Regions from separate parts of the Sus scrofa genome. Here region 2 is linked to region 1. The links are chromatin contacts, called in public promoter capture Hi-C maps. All regions are on one chromosome and are shown on one strand. The core of a region is the stretch at or near the end of the contact, and the rest is flanking DNA. Distances in the headings are between cores, read along the strand shown. Region 1 holds the start of ACSL4 (acyl-CoA synthetase long-chain family member 4). Region 2 holds the start of AMMECR1 (AMME syndrome candidate gene 1 protein).

Evidence for each region. Promoter capture Hi-C pulls out the DNA fragments that hold promoters and counts their contacts.
Region 2: a promoter capture Hi-C map of liver shows a contact between it and region 1, with 4 times the contacts expected there. The contact joins the promoter of AMMECR1 here to the promoter of ACSL4 in region 1. A contact is called at or near these places in 1 of 5 promoter capture datasets (liver) and 1 of 2 datasets of contacts at active chromatin or transcription factors (alveolar macrophages).

The regions. Positions count from the first base shown.
Region 1 is chrX:89,836,137-89,843,536 of Sscrofa11.1, forward strand. It overlaps ACSL4 (acyl-CoA synthetase long-chain family member 4), which reads right to left and starts at 1,472. Exons shown (of 16, transcript NM_001038694.1): 1 at 1,402-1,472.
Region 2 is chrX:90,417,199-90,424,687 of Sscrofa11.1, forward strand. It overlaps AMMECR1 (AMME syndrome candidate gene 1 protein), which reads right to left and starts at 3,009. Exons shown (of 6, transcript XM_003135311.6): 1 at 2,487-3,009. The coding sequence starts at 2,956.

The sequences.
Region 1 (7,400 bases), core at 222-2,721:
ATTCTATGTTGCCAGTAGACCAACAGTTTAATGTTTCATCCTCCACCTGAATGGCAGAGAGAGTGTTAATTCTTAGAGGAGTCTTACAGGTCTCACCTTTTAGCGGGTTTCATCGCTATTTTACAATTCAAGGAAGAGGCCTTAGACTATTAAAATCTTTGATATGCTCATTGACAGTACAGACATTGAATCTCCCCTTACAGCCTTCTGTACCAATAACAGTTAAAACTATTAGTCAGAGGCAATACAAAAGAAAAACTAAAGTGACAAGCAACTACCAAGACACGAGGATTTCATCAGGTTCAATCTCTGTTATGCAGCAACATGTTACTAAGAGCGAATTTAGAGGTCCTAAAATCAGAACCCAAGAAGGAACCCTCATTCCAACATCCTCATTTTTGTAAATGAGGAAACTGAGGCGCTGATTAAACCATTAACCAATGAAGCAGATGGCTTGCTTTTTCAAAGAGATTCATTTAAATGCCATTTCGTCCTTATTCTCCATCTCCCCGTTGTTTCTCAGAGCGATGATTGATTTTTTTTTTTTTTAAGGTGAAGAGCGATTTAGGGCAAAGTCATTTCAAGAGGGTGAAAAAAAAATGCCTTTTGAAGGAGGAGATGCTGGAGTCAAGAGGAGAAATGACGTCTTATTTAAAATATGTAACCCCTTAATGGGGGTTAGGCAATGAATCATATTCTCCTCGATTTTCCTCTGTGCGATAGACATCACCCACAGTTCTTTCTGTAGGGCCCTCGAATGAGAGGAAGAGGAAGTGAATAAAGCTAATGTTAAATATACAGCACCCACGGAGGACAGGGATGTAGATAGGTAGAACAGGAAAAAATAAGAGCCCGCTTCTGCTAGAAACCAGCCGTTTTCTAACACACCTAAAGATCCGGAAGCTGAGAGGATATCGGAACCTAGGGCATCCCTCAAATTCAAAGGGCGGATGCTTCCAGGGCCAGAGAGACCCCCTAGCTCCCAGACAGACAGCGACTGGAAGGGGACAAAATGGAGCTGAGGTCCAGGGGCGCCCTAAAGGTCGTTTGGAGGTCTGGCGAGTCGCTGATGTGCTCCTTCGGAAAGGGTCACGGCAAAGCCTAGCACCCCGATCAGGAAGATGCTTTTGCCCCTCGAAGGGCAGCGATCGGCAGGTAGAGGCAAGCCAGGGTCTCGAGGACCCCAGACCTCAGCAAAGGAGATGATACCGGGACTTAGGGATCTTCCCGGACGAGGGGGGCGGGCTCAAGAAGCAAGCCAGCGGATTCCGGGAACAGGAACGTCCCCTCAACCTCTTCTGGGCTCAGGTGTGGGACGGTGGCACGGCCAGAGCGGGGGCCCCGCCACAGCCAGAGGACAGAGGTGCCGGGGCCGGAGCCTCGCGGGCTGCAGTTACTCACCAGAGGCGCTGCCCACGGCGTCTTCGCAGCCGGCAGGCGCTGGGCACTCGGGAAGCTGGCGGAAAGGAGCCGCGTGCCCGCTAGCGCTGGTTCGAGGAGGGGCGCGCCGCGGAGGCCGGAGAAAAAGCCGCAGCGGCGCGCGCGCACCCGGAGGGCCGGCGGAGGCGGGGCGAGGCGCGGCGAGGCGCGGGCCCGGAAAAGACGCGCCCGGAGGGGCGGGCGGAGCGGGGGCGCGCGGTGGTGTGGCACAGCCGGCCGAATCGCGGGCGACGGCCCGCTCGGCCCACCCACGCTCCCGCCTCCGCTCGCCCCGACGTCAGCCGAAAAGGAGGAGCCCCGAGCTGGTCGCTAGCGGCTGCCGGGGGGAGATGGAGGGGGGCGATGGAGGGGGGTGCGGCGGGGGAGCCGAGCCGGCTAACGGCTCTGCCGCGGGGTCCAGCTCCTGTCCCGAGGCAACGTGATGGAGCGTGTTTTCGGGAGGTTCGGGCGCCTATCTGATTTCAGCGAGGTGCGGAACGGGCCCACGCCCGCACCTGCGCTCGCTTCTTAGGGCTCCACCCTGTAATGAAAGTTGCCCTCGGGTCATCTTCCAGCCTGCCCTCTCAAGATAAGCATCTTCGGACTTGACTGTTCTCCCTTCGGCGAGAGATCTTAACCTTCTTTGCCTAAGACACCCTGCTCCTCCGAGCCCGCGCTCACGCCTGTCTTCGCTTTATCTCGCCTCTCACTGCGTTGAGACCCCTGCCGTCACCCCCGTTTATGAAATATCACAAGAATGCAGGCTTTTCACTTTATGCCTTGCATTTCCACGGTGGTGTAATGGCCAAAGAGCTCACAACTGATAAGGACAAGTCACCGCAGCACTGTGGCATCTTACTGGCCCTGATCGTTGCTTCTGAGCCAGTCCTGCAAATACAGTTCCCAAGACCTTCAAGAAATTGTTGTTAAAAATAAAATGCTGGCGAACTGTCTTGGGACTTCAAAAGGGGCAGACCATAATTGCAAAGGAGCCACGACCAACTGCCAAGAATGTATCACCGCAAGAAAGAAAACGCCAGTATTCTTCCAGTTCCTTGATACATAATGGAGGACTAGCTTCCTCTTCTTGCTGGGAATGGACATGTCATTTCATTTGCTATTTTCCATTTTCCCATAGAATTACTGGAGGTAACAACATACGTGTGTTTGCATGTGTGGGGGGTGGATAGACCACCTCAGATTACAGGCTAGACTTATTCTTTGATACCTGGATCTGAGTGGGGCTGTGAAGTCTGAATCTTCACTAAGCATCTCAGGTGACACTATAGGTGGTTGGAGGCCCACAACTGGAGAGCATAAATCTACAGCCTTTATATGTTACTTCTTTGAGTGGGATTACTCATCCCATTTCCAACAGGCCCACCCATTTATATATAATATGCCTATGAACATTGCTGTGGCAGACATATAACTTCCTTTATCGAGAGTGACCTAGAAAGTTCAGGACTTCAAACAAGTTTAATTGTCATGTTTATTTTATGAGATCGTGTGGTAGTACCAGAAATAAGTAATCATTTGTCAGCTCTGTAATTCACGGAGTACCTACAGTGCACAGAGCCCTGTCATGTACAGCAGGGTTAATACAAATGAAATCAAGAAAATGATCATCCCCGCTCTCAACAGACTTGGTGTCTAGCGGTGGAATTAAAACACAGACACAGGCGGGGCCGTCATGGCTCAGCAGAAACGAATCTGACTAGCATCAGAGGACGCAGGTTTGATCAACTGGCCTCGCTCAGTGGGTTAAGGATCCGGGCATTGCCTTGAGCTGTGGTGTAGGTTGCAGATTCGGCTAGGATCCTGCCTTTCCGTGGCTGTGGTATAGGCTGGCAGCTGCAGCTTCCAATTTGACCCCTAGCCTGGGAACCTCCCTATGCCATGGGTGTGGCCCTAAAAAAAAAAAATGACAGAAATAAATAAATAAATAAATAAATAAATAAATAAATAAAACACAGACACAGAACAGACCCAGTGTAGCACATAAATCAGACTAAGATGAGAAAGAACATGTAATAAAAGAGTACTTTGGTCCATTTTTCTTTACTAGCAGTCATTTAGCCCAGACCTTCTCAATTAGGTAGTTTCCTCTGAACACTGAGTCAGTGCTGGATTATTAAAGTTCCTCCAGCTTTACAAGGTATAAAGGAAAGAGCCTAAGGCTCTCAGTTTTTGTTTGTATGTATGAATAGGTCTACATACATACCTATGTATAAGCATGTGTATAAATATAAAGAGATATTTATCAGACCAAGAAACTAGTTGAATTTTCACCATTTTTATCACTTAGGATGCTGTTATTCTGGCTACCTCTCGCACCCACCATAACTCACCTTTTCCTCTCCAGTTAACTACACCCAGGGTGAAGAGGCTAGAAGAGCCCATCTCCGAAAAGGAAACCAAGTGTCTCCACACTATTTCTAGCTGCTCTTTTTTCACTTTTTCAGGGTCAAAACAAACCTTGCTTAATCTCTTGTTGCCAGAAACCCTCCAGAACGACTACCCAGGAGCCAAACATTTCCCCAGCCAGCTGTCTGACATTTCAGAAAGAACATTTGCACCATTGTTTACTAGTCAGGAAGGCAGGGGATTATTATCACTATTTCACAGATAGAGAAACAGATGCAGGTAAAACAACTTGTCTAGGCATACGACTAACTAGTAGCAGAGCCTGGATTTCCTACCACAGTCCTCCTGACTCCTAGACCAGGGTGCCTGCCACTACATCAGGCTTCCTAGGTAATAAAGCCTTCCCAGAACTACAAGTCTGATCCAAAATAGAAGAGAGAAACATATGAAGATGCAGAAGAGTTAGGAAAATGTACAGGGCAACTGCCCAATTCAAAATACAACATAAAGAGCACTGGAAGCATGGAAATTAAACTGAAAGCAAACAGAATTTTTCAGGGCAGCTCTATTAGCAGGTACTGATATTTAGGCCTTGCCCATTTTACTCTCCTGTAACAAGAAGCCGAAACAGATAGCCAGGCTGCTCTTGGCATTAGTTATTTATGGAAGGGCAGAAAACAACTGTTCTTCATTGACTGTGTAACAAGCCTTTGCATGTTAAACATACTTCACATGTTTGTAAAATAATAATTTCCCCCTTGGTCCAACTGCAAGCAGCAAGACTTTATAATAATATTTGCATAGGCAAGTGATGTTATGCTTTGTCATTCATAAGACCTTATTTTTTTTTCAGACCCAATAACCAAGCCAAATATTGTCTTCAATGGCGTGTCTGAAACAACTGGTGAAATCAGAAACCTAGACAAAAGATGATCTCACTGTGAACATAAATAATAACCTAAGCTACTCCTTTCAAAAATGGTCAAAGCCATAGTAGCTAGATTTAATATCATTCTTGGAGAAATGACTTTTTTCAGATAACTATTTCTTTTCATTCCAGTATATTTCTCTGTCCTTTAAATTAGTTGAAAAACTGAAAGAAATGAAATGACATCTAAAGAGTCTGAATGGGAAGACACAGTAAACACTGGATTCTTCCCAAGTTCATCCATAAAATCAGTGTGGTCTAAATCAAAATCCCAACAGGGTTTTAATGAAACTTGACTTCCTTGTCTCTCATTAACTCATTCTTTATCTTTTAAAAAACAAATTCCTGGAGTTCCCGTCTTGGCGCAACGGAAACAAATCCAACTAGTAACCATGAGTTTGCAGGTTCGATCCCTGGCCCCGCTCAGTGGGTTAAGGATCCAGCGTTGCCATGAGCTGTGATGTAGCTTGCAGAGGCAGCTCTGATCTCGGGTTGCTGTGGCTGTTTCGTAGGCCAGCAGCTGTAGCTGGATTTGACCCCTAACCTAGGAACTTCTATATGCCATGGGTGTGGCCCTAAAAAGACAAAAAAAAAAATTCTTATCCCCTCTAAATAAAATCTTGGAGTTCCCTGGTGGTTCAGTGGGTTAAGGATCCAGTGTTGCCACTACTGTAGCTCAGGTTACTGCTGTGGCATGGGTTCAACCTCTGTCCCATGGAACTGCCACCTGCCACAGAGCACAGCCAAAAATTAGTTAATTAATTAATTAATTAAAATCCTCCACGGTATCCTTGCAAATTAATTTAGCAACCTTCCTAAAAATATTCCTATTATCCATAAGGCCTGAAGCAAGTGAAATGGGCAGTGGTAGTCATCAAATCTGCAAAAATGTTACCTTTGTATATTTTTGCCCATTTTCTGTAGTGATTCAGGCACAGTAATGTTAGGGGGAAAGGTCATCGACTATCATAAGTCACCTTAAATCTCTCTTTTTTTACTTTCTTTTTTACATATAAGAAGATTTGGTATTGAGCTGTAGGTGGTGTTTATAAATTTTGGAGATTAATCCCTTTTCAGTTGATTCATTTGCAAATATTTTCTCCCATTCTGTGGGTTTTCTTTTTATTTTTTTTAAGGTTTCCTTTACTGTGCAGAAACTTTTAAGTTTAATTAAGTCCCATTTGTTTATTTTTTTTAATTTTAATTTTTTTTATTACTCAAATGAATTTATCACATCTGTAGTTGTATAATGATTATCACAATCTGATTTCACAGGATTTCCATAACACAGCTCAGACACATCCCCCCACCCCCCAAACTGTCTCCTCTGGAGATCATAAGTTTTTCAGTGCCTGTGAGTCAGCATATGTTCTGCAAAGAAGTTCAGTCTGTCCTTTTTTCAGATTCCACATGTCAGTGAAAGCATTCGATGTTGGTGTCTCATTGTATGGCTGACCTCACTTAGCATTGATAGTTTCTAGGTCCATCCATGTTGCAAAAAATGCCAGTATTTCGTTCTTTTTAATGGCTGAGTCATATTCCATTGTGTATATGTACCACCTCTTCTTGATCCACTCCTCTGTTGATGGGCATTTAGGTTGTTTCCATGTCTTGGCTATTGTAAATAGTGCTGCAATGAACATGCGTCTTTGTGAGTCGTGGTTTTCTCTGGGTAGATGCCCAGCAGTGGAATTATTATTGTTGTCATTACTCTAAACAGGTGGATCTGAGAAGATGTTGCTGTCGTTTATGTAGGAGAATGTATGGCCTATGTTTTCCCCTAAGAGTTTTATAGTATCTGGTCTTATATCTAGATCTTTAATCCATTTTGAGTTTCTGTTTGTGTATGGTGTTAGGGAGTGTTCTAATTTCATTCTTTTCCATGTGGCTGTCCAGTTTTCCCAGCACCTTATTGAACAAACTGTCCTTTCTCCATTGTATATCCTTGCCTCCTTTGTCCTAGATGAGTTGGCTGTAGGTGCATGGGTTTAATTCTGGGCTTTCTATCCTGTTCCACTGATCTATATTTCTGTCTTTGTGCCAGTACCATGTGGTTTTGATGACTGTTGCTTTGTACTGTAGTCTGAAGTCAGGGCGCCTGATTCCTCCAGCTCCATTTTTCTTTTTCAGGATGTCTTTGGCTATCCTGGGTTTTTCGTGCTTCCAAACAAACTTAAGTATTTTGTTCAAGTTCTGTGAAAAATGTCCTTGGTAATTTGATAGGGATTGTATTGAATCTGTAGATTGCCTTGGGTAGTATAGTCATTTTGATAATATTGACTCTTCCAATCCAAGAGCATGGTATGTCTTTCCATCTCTTTGTGTCATCTTTGATTTCTTTCATCAGTGTCTTATAGTTTTCAGAGTACAGGTCTTTTGTCTCTTTAGGTAGGTTTATTCCTAAGTATTTTATTCTTTTTTTTTTTTTGTCTTTTTGCCATTTCTAGGGCTGCTCCCATTTCTAAGTATATGGAGGTTCCCAGACTAGGGGTCAAATCAGAGCTGTAGCCACCGGCCAACACCAGAGCCACAGCAACGCCAGATCCGAGCCGCATCTGTGACCTACACCACAGCTCACAGCAACGCCGGATCCTTAACCCACTGAGCAAGGCCAGGGACCAAACCCGCAACCTCATGGTTCCTAGTTGGATTCGTTAACCACTGCACCACAACTGGGAACTCCTAA
Region 2 (7,489 bases), core at 1,759-4,258, 580 kb after region 1:
CCCCCAGCACCAAGCCACACTAAGAAGTACACAATGCTATTAAATATGTAAAACAGAAAGAAAAACGTGTGCTAATTACCAAGGCACTGTCACGTGATTACAGTTATTTCACTCCCATAATCAAATACTGCTTTTAACAAGTTTTCCTGAATTTTTCCACAGTCCATCTCAAAAAAAAAAAAATGACTTTAAGATAAATGAAAATAAGATGCAGTCCTCTTTCCACTTAAGTGAACTTTCATTCTTCCCTTGGTCATGTTCAGTGTCTCTTCTAAATTCGTTGTTTGGTAGAATACACGACACAGCCAAGGCCTGCTAAATGATAATAGTTATTATTCTTCCACCATCCTTTCGACATAACCATAGTGGTTAATTGGGTGCCTTATTTTTTTCTGTTTAATTCCATGAAAAAGAAATCCAATGGATGAGGTATTAGAAGAGAAACAATACCTAAATAAATACCTGTGCAAAGTAGTCCCTGTGAATGACATTTTCAAAAGCATTTTCTGTATGAACTGGTCAAGCTCACTTTCCTTTTAAAATTCTTGTTACAGTCATTCAGTTAACCCAAAGTCACTTTAATATGTGTGAAAATAGCACCTCCTGAAAGTGTGTTCACATATGCTTTGGAGCAATGGAGCGTGAATAGTAAAACAGTCTTTGCCAAACTCATGTAACTGAACAGGAGTGAATTTCTGCAGTCCCATGACTTTGCTGAGCCAACCTATTTATCACCCCCGGACTTGCTTTAATACATCATAGACATCCAAGAGAAAGCAGAAAAGTCACAAATAAGTGACTCAACCTAATAAATATTTCATAGATTTTTTTTTAACATGGCAGTTTTTTTCAAAACGAATTCTACTTCTTAACCAAAAAACAAATTGGCTAAGTACAGGTGTGGGTTTAGGATTTAAGCGTCTAGAATTAAAACTAAGAAAGTTATCAAGATATTTACTTGACAAAGTGTCAGCCTGTATGCTGTTTCATGCGTTTCTTATGAACCAATGCCCAAAGAGGAACCAAGTCCTGAAAGAAAATGCACAAACCACAGAAGAGTGGCAAAAATACAAAATTAAATATGTTTCAAGCATCAAAGCCAAAGAAAACAAACAAAACAGATTTACAATTTCCAGGACACTTTATTGCAATTTCCACTTTACATACTGATTGAATATTTTTAGTCTAGGCAGAAGTGTTTATATGTATCCAGTTGTAGCCTAATCCCCTAATCTCACAAAATGAAAAGAAGCAGTTTAAAAAGAACATCAATTCAGGTATTTATGATATGGGGACAAGGGGCACTTGTCTTAGGTAGAAAAAGGGCCGATACTCTTCAGTATAAGTTTCACTGAAATTTTTCTCTATTATTTTTTTTTCCTGTTGATGCTAAGTACTCATAATAAAAACAATCACCCTCTTTGTCATTCTGCCCTTGCTTGGGTTTTACATTCTGTCTAGCATTTAGCTCAAAAAGTCAGTTTACACTCAGTTTACACATTTTAAAAAAATCATATGCCCCATCTCCCACACATCCAAATGGACAGGGGTTAGAATTAACCTGGCTTTTAACTGTAACAATGTTATTTTAAACAATTTCAACCACACGCGTGAAGGGTAAAAAAACTACAAGTACAAAACCGAAGGAAACCATAAAAATTCCTACACACTTACTGTTAAACTATTTCTCGAGTCGACGAGCCTAACATGAATTTCTACAAAGTGAAATCGACACAAAAGCGAATGCACGCTTAATGTACAAACTGACAGTGGCTCTATGAGGACAGCTCTCTTTGAATGAGCTGTTACACAAACGGTGGAATGAAAAAAAAAAAAAAGTCTCACTCTAAATGAGAGAGCCGGCGGTGCGCTTCACTAGAAACACATTTTAATGGGTATGTTCGGATAAAAATAGGTACTAAGGGAAAATGTATTTCTGAAAAACCCTCCTCCCTCCCCAGGACACAAGGAAACCCAAAGGAAAAAGATGGGTAACCTCCTAGGCTCCGGAGCTAAGTTCCATCACTAGCAGAAGTTGGATAGTTGCTATTTTTCACACTGCAATGGGATAGTAACTCTCCATGTGCAAGGTACGAGGGGCGGGAATACCGGCGGGGCGCTCACAGGGGGTAAAGGAAACCCGAGGGCGGAGAGATCAACACCTTGTGGGATCCAGATCTCCCAAACCGGGGCAATGGGACGCGGGGTGGCGAAGGAGAGGAGGAGAGGGTCACAACTCCTCGAAGTTATCTCAAAGAGAAAGCGAACACCTCGGGGAGCCAGCGAGCCATTCCTTGCGGCAGCACCCCGCTCCAAGTGTGGGGCGCTTGCCTCGGAGGGCAGAAAGCGCGCGGTGCCCTTACTCGGGGCGAGTGGCTTCGGGGACCCGGGGCAGCGGCCGGCGGGGAGGCGGACTCGTACTTTCCCTCAACTCTGAGCCCCATCCCGAGCGCAAGGGAGAGGGCGGCGGAGGGCACGGTACTCACTAGGGCTCGTTGGTGAACCGGGGGGTCCGGGGCTGCTGGTATCCGTACAGGTGACAGTAGAGCACATCGAAGCAAAAGCAGCACATCTCCGCTGACACCACCATCTTCCGGGAGCCGGGCGATGAGGACGAGGCGGCGGACAAGGAGGACGAGGGAGAGGTGGCGGCGGCCGGGGTAGAAAGTAGGGTCCCCACTCCGCAGCTCGGAGGTGGCGACAGGGAGATCCCCCCGCCGCCGCCGCCGCAGCCCTGGGGGGGAGAGAGGGTACAGCCGCTGCCGCTACCTCCTCCGGCTAGACCTCCTAGCCCGTTGAGCCGCGTACCGGCGCCTCCTAGTCCCAGCTCCCCGGCTCGGCAGTGGCTCTCTCCGCTGCAGTGGGAGGAGGAGGAGGCGCCACCACCGCCACCCGAGCCAGAGGGGGGCGAACTGGACAGTTTCTGCTTCTTCACCCCGCAGCAACCCGCCGCCATCTTGGAACAGTCTCCCCCACGCAGCGCTTCCGACCCATAAGTGAGGCGAGCTGGCGGCGGGGGCGAGCACGCTGCGGCCCCGGCCGCCGGGGGCGCGCCAGGGGCTCGCGGGCCACGCGCGCGCGCGCCGCTCCCCGGCCCGGGCCGCCCGGCCACGCGGCCAGCCCGCGCGCGCCCCCGCCCTGGCGCGCGCCCCGCGCTTTCGCGACTCGGCACCTCGCGCCTGTCCCGCCGGCCTCGCGCCTCCTCCTCCTCTTCCGAGCCGAGCCTCAGCCTTTCGCCCCGCGGCCCTGGGAGGATGAAAGACTCGAAGCCCAGTACTAAGGAGGGAGAAGGAAAGGAGAAGGAGAAAGCGAAGAGTGGGACCAAAGGGAAGAAGTGGGGACGTCCGGGGAGGGAGGAGGAGAAGGGAAACTAGTGGAAGGGGAGGTGGGAGAAAGAAACAGGTCCGAAGTAAGTAGCCAAGTCCCAAAGCACAGCTCGATGACCCGCGCTGCACATAGTGTTAGTGACACTTGAGCCGAGTTACGTGGAACCTGAGCCACCGGCCTCAAATACGCTGGGTTCTGAACTGCCGGAATGTGAGCAAGCAGGTGCTCAGAGTTCCACACCTGAGATCGCCCCTATAAAGACTGTACAAAGCAGTCGGGGAAATGACCACACTGCAGTGGCTCAATCTGAGCACGCACCCGGGTTTTTCCAAAATTAGGTAAGAGAGCAATGCTCTTTCGTTTCCTTACCGACAAGTAATCAAGCCCGATTGAATCTATATATCCTCTGCCAGTTCTTCAATCTGCCCTCCTAGCCCCGTGAAGAAAAAAAGCAAAAAATAAAGTCCTAACTAACACCTCACTGCCTCAAAGATGTAAATTGTGCTCTGGAACTTGCAACTTGCGGCGGTGGATTATTGGGGGAGGGGGGGTTGGCTTGGGAACAAAGCAAATTAGGAATATATGTGTAGTCAGCATAGAATTTACGCGTAAATAGGGCAGGTAGTATACTTAGCCACAAGTTGAAAGATTTTGCTCAGGCATATAATTAGATAGTATTCATTTTAAAAATGTCTCAAAGAATGCTTGGATGGATGGGGTGGATGATTGAGTCAGTCTCATTCTGGGCACCCAAAACAATAATCAAGTGTTAAAATTTATAGAAATGAACCTGATAGAAACAGAAAGTGTAAGGTTTTTTTTTTTTTTTTTTTTTTTTTGGTCGCGTCTACACCATGCCAAAACATCTAGACAAAGTGACAGATATATTTGCATATTTGGAGGCATCAGAGGATTGATGAATTTTATCACCTTTGAACTACATGTGTGTTATCTTGCAAATAGCTTAGGGCTGTTAATTGGGGAGGGAGGGTGAGTTTATTCATCCAACAGCTATTGAGCCTCTGTGCCTTAGTATGTGCACAACACTGTACTTATTTTAAAAATTCAGGAAGTATGCTTCCTACTGTCAAAGAGTTTATGAATTAAGTCAGATCCTCCGTTGCCTACTTTTTGGATGCCAAGCATCATGTCTCCCCTTAACCCATAACCCTTCAAATAACCCTTCTCATCTGATCTTTACAGTAACTCTGAGGTTTCCCATTTACAGATGAGGAAATTGAACCTCAGTAGTTACCTGTCCCCATCACACAGGTAGAAAAAGACAAGAGTCTAAATTTGAACTCAGTCATGTCTGCTCCAAAAACCAAGACAAGAGTCCGAATTTGAACTCAGTCACCTCTGCCCTTGTGTTCCACTGCCTCTCAGTACCAATATATGATAGAAGGTTAGCAATGGATAAAGGATGTTGACACAATAATAACAACTTAATTTTTATGGAAAGACTGAGAAACACTGAAATATGTTACCAAGGGAAGATGAAGACTCTTCTTAAAGAGAGACTTTATGAAGTAGATCAATTGTCTAGGATGATTAGATACAACCTAAAGACCAAAGGGATGGTTTGACTGGTTTGTGATATGAGATCTCATCCTCTCAAGCTTCATCATTCCTGTTAAGCTATCCTCCTATTTGAGGCAAAACAGCAATTCGTTGTCAACCACGAGTGGAATTTTTTAAAAGGCATTAATTCGTTTGTCTATGTTGCAGAATAGAAAGCAGATTTTTTTAAAAAATGCTCCACAACCACTTGTACACTGTTAGGGTGTTGGGCTTTGTTTTGTATTTTATCCGTAACTATCAGTGCCTACCTTTTAATTTGTTTGAAACTAGGTCAAATACAGTATCAGACAATAGGTACCAATTTATTCACCACTCCACTAAGATGTGATCACTTGTAGAGTTGAAGAGCAGTGCCATTTAATGACATCACGCAACAATTTTGTACAGGAAGCAAAGGAGGATACCATGGATGGCTGCTTCTGCTAGGGGAATTTAGGAAAGTAGAGTGTAATCTCCCGATTTAGAATTTGGCCAGTGGACAAGAGTCTAACGCCCCTACTCTTGTGAAAATAGCAAGGAATCTTTAATAAGCACCAGTAGTCATGTCCTTAGTTCTGTATTTCATCTAAAAGACCAAGCACGATCACACCTATCGGACCAGGCTAGGGCAGTGGGAAACCCGAAGACAAGCTGAATTACAAATATAGCTTTTCCCCCAAGGAGTTTAAGTTCCAATTCCAAACTTCATAGGCATAAAAGAAACAGACAAATCCAAACAAGATCATTGCAGAAACTACATCATTATCTAACCGCTAGGTGTTACTATCCGAAGTACTTTCTTGAATTGGCCGCTAAAAGGGGGGGAAAACACACTGTTTTTCTCTGTGCTAACTTCTCCTGAGCCTGGCTCATCTCCCATACTAACCTTGAGCCTCAAGATGCTTTGCAAATCCCTTGGCAAGTCGTGATGGTGGTGGTAATGCCTCCTTTTAGCCTTTGAGGAAATACCTCTCCTGACCTTGCTTTCTTGCAAAGTCACCGCCATAGAAACAAACATATGTCACTCAAATAAAATCCACAGGTCAAATTCTGTGAGAAAAACTTTTGTGTGTGTGTCTACCCAAAGTGCACAATGGATGGGGATATTGACCTTGCTCAGGATTCTCTTGAAGAGTAAAGGCCACAGTATGATAGAGTGCATATGTTTCTACCGGCCCGTGATGCTGGAGTGCAATGATAATATCCTCCAGAGGTAACGTTAAGGTGCCTTCTGCTTTTTGTAACTGACTGTCAAGCTGGGAGCTAAAGATTCCATGTTTCCTTTAAATAAAGAAAGTAAACAAGCCTTAGCGTGTCCACAAAACACATTCAGACTGTAAGCATTGCTGCTTCTACATCTGCCTCTAAATGGCTATTAACTAACTCTTGTCAAATGCTTTGTGACACAACTGTGAAAAACTACTCGAACAAAGGTTATGCACTGTATTTATTACGTGGTAAAACTGGAAATTTAATTAAACCCAATAGTTACTGATGATTTTATCACTACCTCGATTTATTCTCATGTTTACAATATAGTTATTTTTCATCTCAGAAAAAAAGGAATAATGGTAACGTGGTGAGTAGTGAACACTTTAATATTGCTAAATTATTTTCTTCGGTTTCTGGCAGTGTGGGTGAGATGAGGAGCGTTCACATAGTTCAATGAAAAAAACCCTGCCATTTATGCCCAAACAAGTGTTATTTTTATCCTCTGTCATCAAACTTTCTCAACTGTCATCCTTGAACAACTGCAGAATGTAATATTATTAGCTACCACTTTGATCTAACCTTGTACACATATGACACATGGTTGCGGTGGCGGAGGTAGTTATCAGATCCCTTTTATATTTGAATGAATATGTGACTGAAGACTGGAATTCTTTACCTACTTTTCAATTTGAATGGATAAATCAGCGATTGTTTTTTTGATTACGTATCAGATCCTTCCCTCCTGAAACCTTTCTTTATCTAATGAACACATTAATGACCCAAAGGACCATGGCCCACTTTTGACTCTTTCTTAGTTGTTTCATGTATATCTTCTATTGTCAACTGTAGTGCAAACTAATTGAATGTTATTTTACTACCGATTTCCTTGAGACAAAGCGTATTAACGCCTGAATGAGATTTGGATATGCTAATATCTATACGGAATATTGAAGAATGAACAAAGCTAACTAGTTGTGGTTTGGAAAGGAAAGCTTTTTTAGGGAGAGCTTGATCAAAACAAGTATTATTTGGGGCAGTTAAAGGAGTTGTGAGCAACCAAAACATGAAGATGTCTACTATAGTTTGAAGAATCTTTACGTAACTATTTCCCTCTTTTCTCTTTTCCTTAAAGATTTCATCTACTATTCTCTACTCATCTAATGGGGTGAGAAAATGTGTATACAGCAAGTGTGTTTCCAAATTTAATTATAAACATATAGTTGCTTTCTAGAGCACTGATTCCAGTTGCCTGGAGGCACAGGTTGGACAGAGCTAGATTGTCAATTAAAAATATAAAAATGTGTTTTGAATTAAAAATGTCTTTTGTACAAATATTTGATTTAAAGTTCAAATTCAAGAGTTCCCGTTGTGACTCAGTGGCAATGAACGC